Linked DNA regions of Mus musculus: region 1 is linked to region 2. Evidence: chromatin contacts called from public promoter capture Hi-C data. All regions are on one chromosome and are shown on one strand. The core of a region is the stretch at or near the end of the contact, and the rest is flanking DNA. Distances in the headings are between cores, read along the strand shown.

Region 1 (4,557 bases), core at 986-3,485, 490 kb before region 2:
CTTTGAATCTCTAACCTGGCCATTTTGTATGTCAGATGAACGTCTGCTAGTAAGTTAAATATGGAGAAGAATGCGCAAGGAGCCTGGTGCCTATTCTCCCTCACTCGAAGGGGCAGAACTAGAAACCCTGGAGACTTCTGTTTCTGCTCCGTATAGTGTGGAAGCCGCTGTCAGCAACTGGAGCTGTCCAGCAATGGAGTTCCTTCTCTTTGGAAATGGTGAACTTCCAGCTCTAGGAATTTGAGGCAAAGGCTAAGTACGGGTCTCTGTGGGAACTCTGTAGTGTGTAATGAGGTATGCAATAAACTCTTAAGGCTCTTCTGGGCTCAGTCTCACAATACCTGGCACTTGGTAGACACCAGAACTACAGGTGGGAGAAAAATGGATCAGAAGAAATATGAGTTAGCTGGTGAGCCAAGAAAAATGGAAGAGGCCAGGGACTCAGCTAGCTGCCAGCCAGGTAGAAAAACATGAGATATCCAGGGAGCCAATAGCAGACCTTCCTGGAGTTTTAGCGCCATACATAGATCAGAGGTATTCTTTGGGTACCTGAAGCCTCTCATGGTTATGAAGGGCAGTTTTATCTTTGAAGGGGGATAGGAGCTGGGGAAGAATAAGACCACTGCTCACCCTTCTTAAACTCCTCCAGTACAGTGTCCAGCCGGGTATCATTGAAGACACAATGCAGGGGCCTGTTGTAGAAGCGGGTGACTGTGAGCAGCGGGGTACAGTCGTCCGGGTCCACAAAGGCCAAGTCTTTGACGAACAGAATGTCCACAATGTTGTGCCTCTGGTCGCCCTCATACACCGGGATGCGAGTGTAGCCACTACGGAGGATCTCGGATACAGTGGCGAAGTCAAGCACGGCGTCAGAGCGCAACATGAAGCAGTCCCCTAGAGGGGTCAGCACCTCCTCTACCACCTTGGTGCGCAGCTCCAGGGCTCCCTGAATGATGTTGAGCTCTTCCTTCACCAGGTCGCTGTAAGGGTCGGCGGCCCGCAGCGTCTCCAGCAGCTTTTCCCTCGTGTAGAAGGTGCTGATCTCCTGGCGCAGAGCCCAGTCCAGGAGGCGGCCCAGAGGGTAGCACACCGGGAAGGCAGCCGCCATGAGGAGCCGGGTCAGGCACACACTGTGCGAGGCGATGGCCAACCCGTGGCGCGAGCACACCGAGTACGGACAGATCTCGGCTCCCAGGAACACGGCGCCGGTGCACACCAGCGCCGGCAGCCACGGGAAGTGAACCCCCGCCTCGCCGGAGTCCTCCCCGGGGTCCCCGACGCCCGGCGGCAGCGAGGCGTACAGCCAGCCGGCCAGCGCGGCATTGGCGCCGGCTTGGCCCAGGAGCAGGGTGCAGAGCAGATGGGTCCCCCTGCCGCGCACGGCCTGCACGCGGCGCGCCTGCTCCTGCTCGGCGGCCGAGCCACTGTTCCGCAGCACCCGTAACTCCACCGGGTCCAGCGAGAGCAGGCTCAGGCGCAGGCCGCTGAACAGGGCGGACAGGGCCAGCAGCAGGAGCGCCCCGAGCGCTCGCAGCCACGCGGGCGGCAGCAGGTCCCCACCCGGGCCGTAGAGGCGCGGGCGGACGCGCAGCAGGAAGCCGCCGGCGGCGCCGTGGTGGTGCCAAGCGCGCCCGTCCCAGGCGCACAGCGAAAAGAGCTTCCCGCCGCCGCCCGCGCCGCCGCGCTCCGCCTCGCCCTTCCGCAGCTCCCGCACCCGCACCTGGACCAGGGCCGAGCCCGCCACGCCCCCGGGGCGCAGGGGCCCCAGGACCTCCACGTCCGACGCCCAGTCGCTCTGCTCGCGGCAGCGCTGAGGTCCCGGGGGACGCGTGGGGACCGCGCTGGGCGCCGCGCCGCCCGCGCCCGGGGGCTCCTCGATGAACACGAGCCGCGGGGCCCAATCGCCCGTGCCGTTTTCCCCCGGGGCCAGGGAGGGTGCGGGCACGGGCGCGGCGGGGACCGGCGGGCCAGGCTGGAAGTAGACCCGCAGGAGGAAGCTGGTGCCTTCGGCCGCCCGCAGGGTGCCCCCCTCCAGAGACACGCGGCCTCCGGCAGTGTCTTCGGGTCGCAGACCCAGTAACCAGGCAGCGGCGGCCGGGGGCCGAGGGGACAGGGAGAAGAAGAGCAGGAGTACGGCGCCCCGGCTGCAGCAGTCCCGGAGCCTGACACCCAGCGCTGCTGCCGCCGCGGCCGCCGCCGCCATCCTGCACCCGGCGCGGTTGCACGTGATACTGCAGCAAGCCGAGCGCGAGCTGGAGGGAGGGAGGAGGAGCTGGAGCCCGGAATCCAGCCCCAGGCAGGTCACCACGTGTGCTCCCCTTGCGCGCGTGGGCTGGAGGCGGGGGTGGGGGAGGTGATGGTGGGAGTGGTAGGAACCCGCCTGGTGGCCACGCACCGTCACAGTGCCTAGCCTGGATACACTTAAGTATATCTGAGCCCTGGGAAGGCTGGGTTTGGAGCATGGCCTCCTACATCTGTAGTTCCTCCTCTTCAACCTTCCCCCATTCCACTCCCTGCCCTTATGGCGAATTCCCGGCAGTAATTCCAAACTGCAGGCTCACTGCTTCCCATTGGACCCAGGAAATTTCCCAGCGTTTTCCTTCTGTCCTTCGTGTTCTTGCTTCTAATTAAAAGATATTCTGGTGGTTGGTCCTATGAAATCCGTGAAAAAAATTGGCCTCAATCAAATTCTAGCTAATCTTTCATATTGTAAAAATTTCCAAATTATTTAAGTGCAATTCCTTGTTAAGATACCAGTGTTAATCAATAAATTGAAATGCATTATGGGACCAATTTGGAACAGAGTATTATGCATCCAGGAAAAGACTGTACAATACCCAATGTCTATATAATTTGGAAAAGTCACCAAAGAAAAAAAATAGTAAGGTTCAGGACCATGATGCAATATACCGCCGTTTTGTTAAAAGTATTCACGGATAAAGTTTATGCACATGCTCGTGTATGCCAATGGGAGGATGCTCAATAAATACAATAACAGGATTAGTCTCAATGCACAGATTAACAAGAAGTTGTTAAAAGAATACACAGAAACAACTCTGCTTTTCACTCAGTTCCTTCTACGGTTTACATCAAAAGCAGGAAACCGACATTGGGGTAAAACTCCTATCATTTTGTCATATCTAAATTTGTGTAACCACCATCACTGTAGTAAAAATACACACCCGACTGTTCCCCAGGAAGATCTGGGAGCCTTTCCCCCACTGAACTGCTCACGTTATTTCTATCCACCATCTGCTAGTGTTGCTTTATTTTTATGACTCGATTCTTAAGTGTATGTAGCAAAAATCACTTTTTTTTTGTTATATTGCTATGTATGTTCCATTGCGTTTTGAGACTGGGTCTCATGTCACACAGGCCAAGCTCACTCGATTGCCAAGAATGATTCCAGGATTACGCATGTGCACCACGACCCTCTGCAATGCTATTACACACGTCGATGGATGCGTGTTCATGTACCCATCCTAGTAAAAAGTAGTTCCATTCTGACCTGGGGATGTAGCTTGCTTGCCTAGCACACAGTAGGCCCTGGATTCCACCCCCCCCACCCCTCCCACCCCAACCCCCGCCCCCCACATCACACCTGCACTTGGAGTGGGTGGTTCCATCCTTGGCCTTTTCCTCTGTAGTTTCCTTTCCCAGAGAATCGTATGAATAGTAAGCAAGCAGCGTTTGGAAGCTGCCATTGCTCACTGTGTGTACTTAACATTCATCCAAGTTGCATTTGCCAATAACCCATCCATTTGTAGATGAGCCGAATTGATTATGTGGATAAGTCACAGTGTGTTCATCTAGTTAAGGAATGATTGAGCTTTAAACATTTGGCAGCAGTTTTCATTCCTTAGGTGACTATACCATAGATATGTACAATATTTAATTAAATAAATAATTGCTTATTTTGAGGTCACATTTGTGTGTGTGTGTGTGTGTGTGCATTTTTGTGTGGTTGCACATGTGTATGTGTGTGCCTGTACCATTCATCTTGTTTTGCTTTTAAGGTGAACTTTCTCATTGGCTTGTCTAATTCTGCTAGGCTGGCTGCCCAGCAAGCCCCTAGAATCCTCCTGGCTCCACTTCATTAGCACTGGGTTTCCAAGCAAATGCATCAGCCCCAGCCCCACCTTGCATTTCTGTGGATCTAACTCTAGCCTCATGCTTCATGGCAAGCACTTGACTGAGTTATATCCTCACCTCCTGAAGTTACATTTTTCAAGGCCATTTTTATTTTATTTATTTTGATGTTGCGGATTAAACTCGTAGCCTCCTGAGTGCTAAGCAGTCTGTCTGCTACAGCTCTGGTTTTATTCTCAATTGACAAACCATAATTATTTATGGGGAGTGGTTGGTGTAGGTATAGATAGGGAATGATCACATTAAGGCCATTGACATCTCAAATATCTTTGCAGAAATGAAAAGGTTTAAAATCTTCTCTTAGTGCTTTGGAGCTGTTCTGGATATCAGCTGGAATCACTGCTGTGTGGTGCCACGGCAGACTGTTCCTCCCTCGGAGCTGTCACTTTGTAGCCATTGGATGGCCGG
Region 2 (4,542 bases), core at 388-2,887:
AGGACCTAGCACAGACCCATGCAGGCTCCATGGTTGCTGCTTCAGTCTCTGTGAGCCCCTATGAACCCTGCTCAGTTGATTCTGTGGGCTGTGTTCCTCCAATGTCCTCTATCCCTCTGGCTGCAACAGTCCTTCCTTCCTCTTCCTCCCTGAGCTCTGACTGTGGGTCTCTGCATCTGCTCCATCAGTTGCTGGGTGAAGCCTCTCTGGTGACGATTGGGCTAGGCACTGATCTCAGTATAGCAGAGTATCATTTGGAAGCATTCATTAACTTTTTTTTTGGGGGGGGGTCAGTAGTTTCTTCTTAAAGACAGCGAATTTCTCAGTCACAGTTAACCAGCATCATATGTCCCAGTAAAGGACAAGTTTCCCTTCGGTGGTTTTAGTTTCTTGCTAGCCAGAGATGATTTCTTACCAGGAACCAGAGATTCTTAATACAGGATACCACAGGCATGGGTTTTCAGGCTCCCTCTGAAACTTCACAAGCCAGGTCTCCATCGTCTACACTGCTCTCATCCTTCTTTTCCACATTCCCACAACTGCTCCATGAGCTCAGTGGAGTGTCTGTGACAGAGTTCCCAGCTCCTACAATTCCCCCCAAAACAGCATGGATGGGTGTGTGGCAGAGATACCCAATGCTGGTGCAAATCCTCAAGCATGGAGATGCATTCACAACTGGTGCTTTGTATAATATACTGAAAATTAGGGTATAAATTGAAATTAAGGTAAGAACTAACATTAGCTCAAAGCTTTCTATGCACCAGTATTGATGGGGCTCCCTAGAAATGTAAACTTGGGAAGCTCTTCTGACCTTGTGCTAAAGGGAAAGTCCAAGCCAGCAGCATTAGTGTCACCTATGAGTTTTCGAAAGGGAAGTCCCAGTCCCTGCCCCAGTCATTATAAATTAGAATAAACGTTTAATAATACACTCAGAGGTTTCATTCCCAGGAGTACTGCACTAACAAAGCAAAGCTCAGTAACACCAATTATCCCTAGGCAAGTAAGCATCGAAGAGTGCATCTTGTCTGAGGAGTCTCAGAGAAACGATGGTGGTCCACGATTTAACCAATACATTTCCCCAGAGAGCAGACGCCACTGCTCTTCCCATTCACCATCCCCTCTCTAGTTCCTTCGAAGAAGCATACTTCATGACCTACTTTCTAGAAAAAAAGTAATGAAAGCAACCATTCATCTTCCACTTGAAATTTTCACTTGAAAGGCATTTGCCCCGACAGAAAGGGCAAATTTAAGCCCCTGATCTATAACAATGACCCTGGAAGGTTACAGCTGAGTTTGTGTGTAACTGGGATGAGGCAATCACGAGCCTCCTTAGCTTCTGAAGGAACTCACCTCTCTGTTGTACTTGAGAACCCAAGTTTAACTGTTGGCAGGATTCTCCCACAGGCTTATCCTGATGAGCAAAAGACAAGAGCAAGTGGGATAGACAGACCTTAGCCTGAGGAGATGAGTGAGCTGGTGTACAAAACAGAAAATGTCGTTTTTATGAGCTAGGAGGTATTTTTATGGTTTGCCTTGAGTGAATAGTCTCTGATGTTGGGAGACCAGACTGGAAACAGCTGGGCTGCACTTTGGATCAGTTGCCACAGCAACTTGATACATTTGTCTCTGGTGTCATTTGATCCCTTTAAGAGCTGTATTACCTCAGCATGGATGTTTGACTTTGGGGCTTTCTGTGCAGTAAGCATGTCTGATTGTATTTCTCAGATTACTTGCAGTGTTAATTATATTCGTTTGGAAGTTTGGAGTTTAGGATTACAGAACATAGCTACCTCACAGGTGACTGGAACTCAGGATCCTATCAAGTTATCATTATAACTGTCAAACTCTAATTTCCAAGAAAAAACCACACCTGATGCTATCAGGGAAAACCATGCAGATTTCAAAGCCACCCCAAAATCTCAACTTTAGCAATATATTCCATTTTCTCACCTCAGGTAAACTTTATGAACAATGCTTTTGTAACTTAATCCCAATGTAAGTTTATGCTGGTAGTTACACTTAATTTTTTTCTTGGCCAAGTATTTTAAGCAAGAGGCACTCCATTTGGATTTTCAAAGTAAAATTGAACACACTTGTAGGATATGAAAAACAGCTTAATTTTTTTCCTTTTAAGTGTGTGAATGATTGATGTGTTGATGAGAGCCTGAGAGTGAGCCCAGCTACTGTCTTTAGGTAAAGGGCTGACTAGATTCTGTAAGTCGTTTGCCCTGACAGACATTTGTTCTCCTTTGGCCAAGTGTCTTCTTTCCCTCTTTGATGAGAAACAGTCAAGCAGCTTCATCCCGTCTCCCGGGTTCATGGCAGCTGCAGCCATAAGTCTTGATGCACAGGCATCACCATGTCTGTGTCCACTGTCACCGCACCCTTTTCTCTAAAACTCTTCATTTTTGTCTGGAGGAACAAAATCTCCTAAGAGTTCAGCAGAGAAAGAGAAATGTAATGTCATTAGAATTTATGTTGGATGGTTTTGAGAACTGCAGAAAATAATTTCATTGTTGTCTAGAGTTACATGGCTCCTGCTGGGCAGACAGTTTTCTGAGCATCACCATTATACGGCAGCATAACTGTGGCTTCCTGATGGCATTTGGTGCGGAGATGGACCACTGTTTCCTGTCTTTCCCTCTCTGTTTCTCCCTTCCCACTCCATTTCATACAAATAAAAGGAAACAAGGTTAGCAGTGAATAAAAGAACCACTAACAATAAACACTGCTGTTAATGTTCCTTTGCAGACGTCAAGGAATTCGAATTTTCTGTAATTCTGAAATTCACCGTGTGTAATTAGTATAGTTTTTCCAGTGCATGCCCAACTTTCTCATGAGATGGTCTAATGTGAATCACATGAAAAATGTGGCCAAGCATTGTAAGTGCTTTTAACATTTGTATTTCTCATTCTCTGTGGGTAAGTCTGTAAATCTAGGGTTAGCCTAATAGGATTGGAAGGGGGCAGTGAGGAGCCAGTGAGGGTTGGAAAACAACCCTCCTTTGGGGAAATTTGGCATGGCCTTAGTGACAGAGTAATGATTTCCTGTAACTTGGAGGATGTTTCATTTCATAAAAAGCTGAGGTTTGTTGTGTGGAGAGTACAGAAACTCGTCCAGGTCATCACAGAGCACACAGGAACATCACCACCAGCAGCACTTTCAATGTCAAGGAAATCAACTTGACATTCAGCCTAAAGAATGAACAGCTACAAACTTCAGAAGTCACAAGAAACAACTTGAGGATGTAAGCCATTTCCCAGATCTGTATCTCGCTATCACAGTAGCCGAGACCTCAGTGATTCCTTTTGGGTTTATAAGAACCCTGAGTTGAGAACCAAGATTGAGCATCCTTCTTCCTGCTCTCATACTACACATTGCTAAGCTGACTCCCAAGTACTCTTTCTCAAAATGCATTTTACATAGAGTATAGAAAGCCTCCATAAAATTATAAATCCATTTGTTTATAATAAGAGAGACAAGAAAGACGTGGGTATTGGGACAAAAAAAGAATCTTTCTTAGACCATTCTTCATTGCTTTGGTCAATATTTTATATGTGATTCATGCTTTTAAAAAATCACTATTGAAAGAATTGGGGTGGCACACAGAAAAACACAGCTGCATGCAAGCTAACTTTTTCTAAGTCATGTATTTTTTTCCTGGGACTACTATTTACTTGAGTTTGGGTTCAAGACATAGGAAAAGAAACAGTATATAATATCATGATCTACCTAGTTTTTATGAATCCTCTACTCAGAGATTCATGGAATGTTACTGAATGGCACAGTTTCCTTCCCAGAACTTCTGGAAACACCTATGGACAAGCATTTTCTTAGTCCTGTTATAGTAGAAATGTTAATGAACAGAAAAGAATGCAAAACCTATATATCTAATATTTGGTGAACAGACTGTCAAGAGCCACTGAGTTCTCAGTCACAGTGCAGTTTGCAATTCTTTTCAATAATTGATAATTGCTTTCCTATCACTCCCGTTCATATTCAGTTTTGACATTCCAAGAAGCTATACTGAATGTGTCTCACTAATAGAATAAGAGTAGTATGTTAAGGGTTAACCCACCTGCATATCTAATGACCACCCATGAAAAAGGGATCTTCATTAGCTTCAGCTTAACACCAAACACCAGCCGCTGAAAATAGGATGTATCTTAAGGTTTCATTGTAGGGACAGAACAGTGAAAGTAAAGGTTGCTAATAAGATAGCTTTCCTGATCACAACGGAAAGTGCATGTGGGACCCTGAAAAACACTCAGAGGAGATACTTTAAAGTCTAACAAATATCGTACCTTACTGTCCGTTTTAAGATTTATAGCCTTTCCTACGTAACTCTGGAGCCTTAAGTATGTTTTCTCCAGTTCTGCTCTCTACAACTTTATCATGAAAGCACAATGGGTTTTGTAAGGAGCTTTTGCTGCAGCTATTAAATGATCATGTGATTTTTGTATTTAAGTCAATTTATATAGTATTATATTTACTGACTTACATATATTTAACCAGCCTTGAGTTTCTGGGATCAAGGCAACT

Evidence for each region. Promoter capture Hi-C pulls out the DNA fragments that hold promoters and counts their contacts.
Region 1: a promoter capture Hi-C map of cranial neural crest shows a contact between it and region 2, with 4 times the contacts expected there. The contact joins the promoter of Cnnm1 here to the enhancer-like site in region 2. A contact is called at or near these places in 5 of 39 promoter capture datasets (the C10 cell line, cranial neural crest, embryonic stem cells and 2 more) and 2 of 115 datasets of contacts at active chromatin or transcription factors (craniofacial prominence and stem cell-derived neural progenitor cells).

The regions. Positions count from the first base shown.
Region 1 is chr19:43,438,091-43,442,647 of GRCm38.p6, reverse strand. Cnnm1 (cyclin M1) reads right to left here and starts at 2,235. Exons shown (of 12, transcript NM_001373992.1): 1 at 631-2,235. The coding sequence starts at 2,203.
Region 2 is chr19:42,945,381-42,949,922 of GRCm38.p6, reverse strand. All of the region lies in intron 6 of Hpse2 (heparanase 2), which reads left to right. Among named protein-coding and RNA genes, the nearest start is that of Hps1, 170 kb to the right of the region's middle. Within about 2 kb of position 1,637, at least 16 of the 459 cell types and tissues checked have an H3K27ac peak or open chromatin away from gene starts, as enhancers often do. A contact at or near this core is called in craniofacial prominence, where this site is marked.